Linked DNA regions of Mus musculus: region 1 is linked to region 2. Evidence: chromatin contacts called from public promoter capture Hi-C data. All regions are on one chromosome and are shown on one strand. The core of a region is the stretch at or near the end of the contact, and the rest is flanking DNA. Distances in the headings are between cores, read along the strand shown.

Evidence for each region. Promoter capture Hi-C pulls out the DNA fragments that hold promoters and counts their contacts.
Region 1: a contact with region 2 is called in a promoter capture Hi-C map of liver, with 2.9 times the contacts expected there. The contact joins the promoter of Rpp21 here to the promoter of Zfp101 in region 2. A contact is called at or near these places in 2 of 39 promoter capture datasets (hippocampal neurons and liver).

Annotation. Positions count from the first base shown.
Region 1 is chr17:36,256,403-36,259,102 of GRCm38.p6, reverse strand. It overlaps Rpp21 (ribonuclease P 21 subunit), which reads left to right and starts at 1,257. Exons shown (of 5, transcript NM_026308.2): 1 at 1,257-1,320; 2 at 1,397-1,497; 3 at 1,579-1,661. The coding sequence starts at 1,264. Trim39 (tripartite motif-containing 39) reads left to right here. Exons shown (of 7, transcript NM_178281.1): 7 at 1-230.
Region 2 is chr17:33,393,040-33,396,010 of GRCm38.p6, reverse strand. Zfp101 (zinc finger protein 101) reads left to right here and starts at 1,374. Exons shown (of 4, transcript NM_009542.2): 1 at 1,374-1,523. The coding sequence starts at 1,503.

The DNA of each region.
Region 1 (2,700 bases), core at 8-2,507, 2.9 Mb before region 2:
TTGTCACAAAAGGTACCAGATGCATGCCAAACCAAACAACCTGGATTATCTGCTGCCTGGGTAATCTTCACACAAGACTGAGACAAGAAACTGCAGTGAGGGCATTCAGTTCCTCCTACCACCTCAACAGGACTTTGTCCACTCTACTCTTACCTTTGTGCCTTGACTGTGGTTCTTTGTGGCAAGATAATTGGTTGGTGAAAATATGGAACAAAGGATCCACTAATGTGATCTCTTGAGTTGCGTGGTAATTTGTCAGTGGATGGGTGTGGAAACTGTATGTTCTTGAGTCTCACCTTCTGTCCTTAATGGAGGTTTGGGTAAGCTTAGGAATCCACATTTTAATACACTCCCCTCATTTGTCTCTGAAGGCCCATACAAAACACCCAGGGTAAGTTTCAACGAATTGCCTAACTCTGAGCCAGCAGTCTGGTTCCCCACAGATCCTGCAGGGGCCTGGATCCCTCTGCTTCTGACCTTAGCCAGTAACTGGGAATCAGAAGTAAACACCAAGCCAGGTTGAATAAATGAGAAAAGGTCAGAGGAAGGAGGGTGAAGTAGATACTAATAAATAGCCGAGGAGACCGGCCATGCTGTTGTCTGGTTATTTGTGCTGTTCATGTAGCTACTAGCCCTTGGAACAGCAAGTGCCTTTAATAAGAAGTGGGAGAAAGGCAAGAAGCTCTTTGCTTAGGGATGTTTTGTCCTGTTAACTTATTTCCTCCCTTGTGATCTGATCTTTCACACTTTCAGGTCCATGGGCACTAATGCTTTTTATTTTTGAGACAGGGTCTGGCAATGTAGCCCATAATTCATATCCTGTAATTTATGGTAGTCCTACCTCAACCTCTCCAGTGGTGAGATAGCCAGAATATAACACCAGTTATTCTGGGCATTGACTGTTTTGTTATGTTACATCCGTTCATAGAAGTCCCAAGCATCTACCCTCGGCTTCAGAAGAGTAAGACAAAATCTAACCCAATGTCCACCGCAAACAACCCTCTTTCCAACCATAAAAGACAGGACTTCGGTCCTGTTATGTTTATGTACTTTAAGATCCTTTACCTGTTCCACGTCTACCTAATACGTGAGGGATACCAAACTAGGGCTGCCTGCACACAGAAGACCTGTGGGGTCCTCTGGTTTCTGACAGAAGCTGGTGCGGGGCTGAGGGCCCCCCCCCCTCCCGCACTACAGTTCCCAGCAGACGTTGCGCACTGCGCACGTCTGGGGCGGGACATCCGCAAGGAGGGGCAGACACTCATGGCGGGCCCAGTGAAGGACCGGGAAGCCTTCCAGAGACTCAGCTTCCTGTACCAGGTGAGACGCGCTCGGGGTGGGTGGCAGCCCGGTGTTGCGGCCGCAGAGTAACCTGGATGGCCGTCCTTGTTCCCAGGCTGCACACTGCGTCCTCTCTCAGAACCCCGAGAACCAGGCGCTGGCTAGGTTTTACTGCCACACAGAGAAAACCATCGCGAAGCGGCTGGTCCTCCGGCAGTAAGGCACAGGGTGGCGGGCAGGACCCGGGGCGCGGGCTGGCAGGCAGGCAGACAGCGACCTCCTCTCTTCCTCACCCAGGGACCCCTCTGTGAAGAGGACGCTCTGTCGCAGCTGCTCCTCTCTCCTCATTCCGGGCCTCACCTGCACGCAGCGCCAGAGACGTGAGTGCTGCCCCAGAGACATTTGTGAGGTGGGGACACTAGAGGACAGGGCAGGGCTCAGCAGCTCCACCTAGAGATGGAGACTTTCTGCAGCTGACTTAGTCCCTAAAACTATCTTGGACTACATGACACTCCTTAGTTTAAAAAAAAAACAAAAACAAAAAAAACAAAGCGATTTCGTTATTATTTCATTCCTAGGGTGCATTAAGCACTACTTACTAGCTGAGTGGGTTGTGGAGGTTCACGCCTTTTATCCCAGCACTTGGGAGGTAGAAGCAGGTGGATTTCATGAGTTTAAGCCTATCCTGATCTACATAATCCGGACTGGCCAGGTCTGCATAAAGAAACCCTGTCTCACACAAAAACACATACTGTCTCTTTGCTTTTGGTTTTGATTTTGTTTTGTTTTGTTTTTTGGCACAAGTGTCACAGTAGCCCAGACTGGCCTCCAATTCCCTGCAGTCTCCTGCCCCCACATCCCTAGCTAGGATTACAAGCATGAGACAACACACCCAGCTACTGGAGTCGTAATTTTAAATGCTTCAGTTGGTAGGGGTAGAGTGCTGAGTCCTACCAGTGGCAGGGAGGTAGGTATAACATGATAAACAAGAGTCAAACACTCTAGACGCTGGGATTCCCACACGAGAGAATGTGTGCTTTGTAGGGGCTTGGGAGATGGTTCCGTGGTTACTGTGCCCGATAAGCTTAAGTGTGAGGGCCTGACTTCAGATCTCCAACACCTGTGTACAAGCAGGTTGTAAGCCCAGCCAGCCTTGGGGAGCAGGTGAAGACGTACAGATCCTCCAGAGCACTCTCTGGCCAGGCAGTCTAGCTGAAAACATCTAGTCCCAGGTTCAGTGAGAGACCCTGTTCCAAAAAGACATGGTGGAATGTGGTAAAGGAAGACAGACACCCAAACTAGATTTCTGTCCTCCACATATATATCTAGATGAGTGTTCCTGTGTGCATACACACACACACACACACAAACACACGTACTCATGCATATAACAGTAACACATATGTGTATATACAATAT
Region 2 (2,971 bases), core at 125-2,624:
CCAAGAATCCTGTAGTTTCTCAGACCACGAGGCTAAATGTCTCAGCTGGTCTTCAGCTTATGCTGGAATCCCTAAAAAGTAAGGTTCTGATGCCAGTGAAGGAATGGACATGCTAGCAAGGCTAGGGCAAGCAGGCAGGAGCAGAAGCTTCCTCGTCCAGCTCTAGCAAAGCCTGTAGCCTAGATTAGAGCTGATTCAAGGTTTGGTTCAAAGGCCTGGGACTCCCTACCTCAAAGGTCCAGACCTGAAGCAGAATCACCGACTCCAAAGCAAGCAAAAAGTTCTCACAGGTATGTCCTCCATTCCCAGATTTGATTTCATGACTAACAGAGTCAAGTTGACAACCAGAAAAATAATCATCACAGGACTCAAGAAGAAATTTGGAGGTGGGAACTGAAGTAGAGGTCATGGGGAAATACTGCATGTTCACTCTCCCTTTTTATACAGCCTAGGCCTATCTACCTAAGTATGCATTAATACAGTAGATTGGAAACCCCCCCCCCCCCACACACACACATCATTCTTTAATCCAAAAATATTCTACAGTCTTGCCTATAGCCAATCTAATGGAGGCATTTCTAAGTTGAGTTCCCTTCTCTCAGATGACCCCCACTAACATCAAGTCGACAAAAGGCCAACCAGTACCGGAGCGAAAGCCTCTTCTTTGCTTACAAGTTTTTTTCTATTTACATTATTAATTCATATATGTTGCTTTCTGCTCTTGGCTTGGTTTATAGTAATAATGTTCAATACCCAGAAGTAGTCCAAGTAAAGCCTGTAAGAAGAGACATTTGCAAAAGCATATGTCTTTATCAAACGTGTTTTAAAATATTATTTCTTCAGACAAAGCTTTAACATATTTGTACAGGTTTCTTTCAAACCTGGGGCTCAATCAACATTTTAAATCTTAACTTTCAAAAAATATAGGTGCAAAAGTCCATTTGCCTCATCTCAGATTCTTAAGTTGGCACTCATTATTGGCACTGTCCTCTCCTGACCGGGTAACCTTCTCTGTTTGGGGTCATGGGTTTTCCTTTCCCTACACTGAGTCTGGGATGTCCAGAGCCAATCTGTAGCGCTATTTTATGTGAAACAGTAGAAGCCCACTGAGTACACGACAAAGCGAGTGCGTGCACTAAAATCCCAGAAGGCGTCGTGCTTAAATGCAAGGATCCCACATATTTACTCCAAACGGAACGTCTGGGTTAAGATTGGGTGTTGCTCTATCTTTTTTTTTTTTTTTTTTTTCCCCATTTGCGTCAAGTATGGGAGAGGTTGTTGATCCTGCTACTCACGAATAAGAAGGCGGGTCCAGCATCTTTCGCCAATCAGAGCCGCTGTTACTTCCTTGCTGGAACTGTCAAATGAGGAACACGGATGTTCTGAAGTTTCTGCCCCTGGCTCCATTTTTGAATCCCGTGTAGCTTTTGTGAGGTGTTGTGACAGCTGGTTTCAGTCAGTGCCACCTATTTTGTCGGCAGGCTCTTCCGAAGGACCCCCGCATGCGTCCGAAGCTGGAAATGGTGAGTACACGGTTGCTCCCGGAGTCGTGGGCCGCGGCTTTGACGTAGCCTGGCGCAGCTTGGCACCGCCGACCCGACGTTCCTCTGGCGCTGTGCTGCAGTTCGAGGTGGAGCTTGGCACCGGCGGAGCCAGGAGTCGGAGGCTCCTCCTGCCCTGTCGCTGTAAAACTGCTTTATCCCAGTCCCTTGGCTATCATGGGGAATGAGCTCGGTGGTCCTGCACCCTGCAGACTTTGCAGCGCTCACGGGTTGGTGATGCGGTCTGGTCAGTGTAGTGAAAGGACGTGGGTGTTGAGCGTTACTGCTGGTCTGACCTTGCACTTGCGTTTGGCCTGCTTTATTGTTTTCTGAGGTCTCCTTGATTTTGTATTAGTTTTGCTCTAGGCTGCTTCTCCAAAGAGAAGGAATATGTAATGTGCTTTTGGTGGCAGTGGTGCTGGTGAGTTTTTGATTGGTTGATTTCTTTGTTTTTCAGACAGGGTTTCTCAGTAGCCCTGGCTACCCTGGAACTCACTTGGTAGACCAGGCTGGCTTCGAACTCAGAGATTCTCCTGCCTCTGCCTGTAATGTGTGTTTGTTTGTCTTCTTTCCTTTCTTGGAACTCATTACGTAGACCAGGCCTACCTTGAACTCAAGAGATCTGCCTGCTTCTGCTTCCTGAGAACTGCAGTTTAGATGCGAGCACCATCATGCCCTACAAGGTGGGCTCCTTAATTAGTATTTACCAAGATTACAGTCCTCTAGAAAAATATTAACATCTTCGGTTGTTTCCTTTGCCCTTATGTAAATCGTTTTTCTAGACAGTGTAATTTGCGACTAGGGAAAGTGTGGACAGGGGCCATCTGGGAGAAAAACATACGTGTCTTCTATCTTCTGGATGAGGTATTTTTTTGAGAGTTGGTTTGAGTGCACAAAACATTTCAAATTTTATTAGTGTTGTTCATGTGTGGTGAGCCAATCTTTGGGCTCCCGTGCCATAGTATATACTGTGCAGGTCAAAGGACTCCCTTGTGGGGTTGGAGTTGGTTCTCCTGTCCATTCCCTGGGTTCAGGGATCAAACACAGGTCACAACGCATGCTTGACGACTGCTTTTGCCTGTTGACTCATTTCTTCGGCTTCATTTATTTTTACTTTTACTTTTATTTTAAAACCGGGTTTCATAGATCCCTGGCTATCATGAAACTCCATATGTAGATGACCTTGAACTTGGGATCCTCCTGCCTTCAGGTTTTAGGATTTCAAGGCATGAGCCAGCACACTTGCTTTGATGTGGTGCTGGTGCTGGGACCGAGGGTGGGGGTGGGGGGGCGTCTCCATACTAAGTAAACATTCTACAGAGTCAGCCCTGTGCTCATCCTGCTGTACAGTTTTTCTCCCTTAGATTCTGGCAGGAAGATCCCAGGATTTTCTCTTTAGCAGCATGTGTGTCATTGACTGCTTAGTGGCA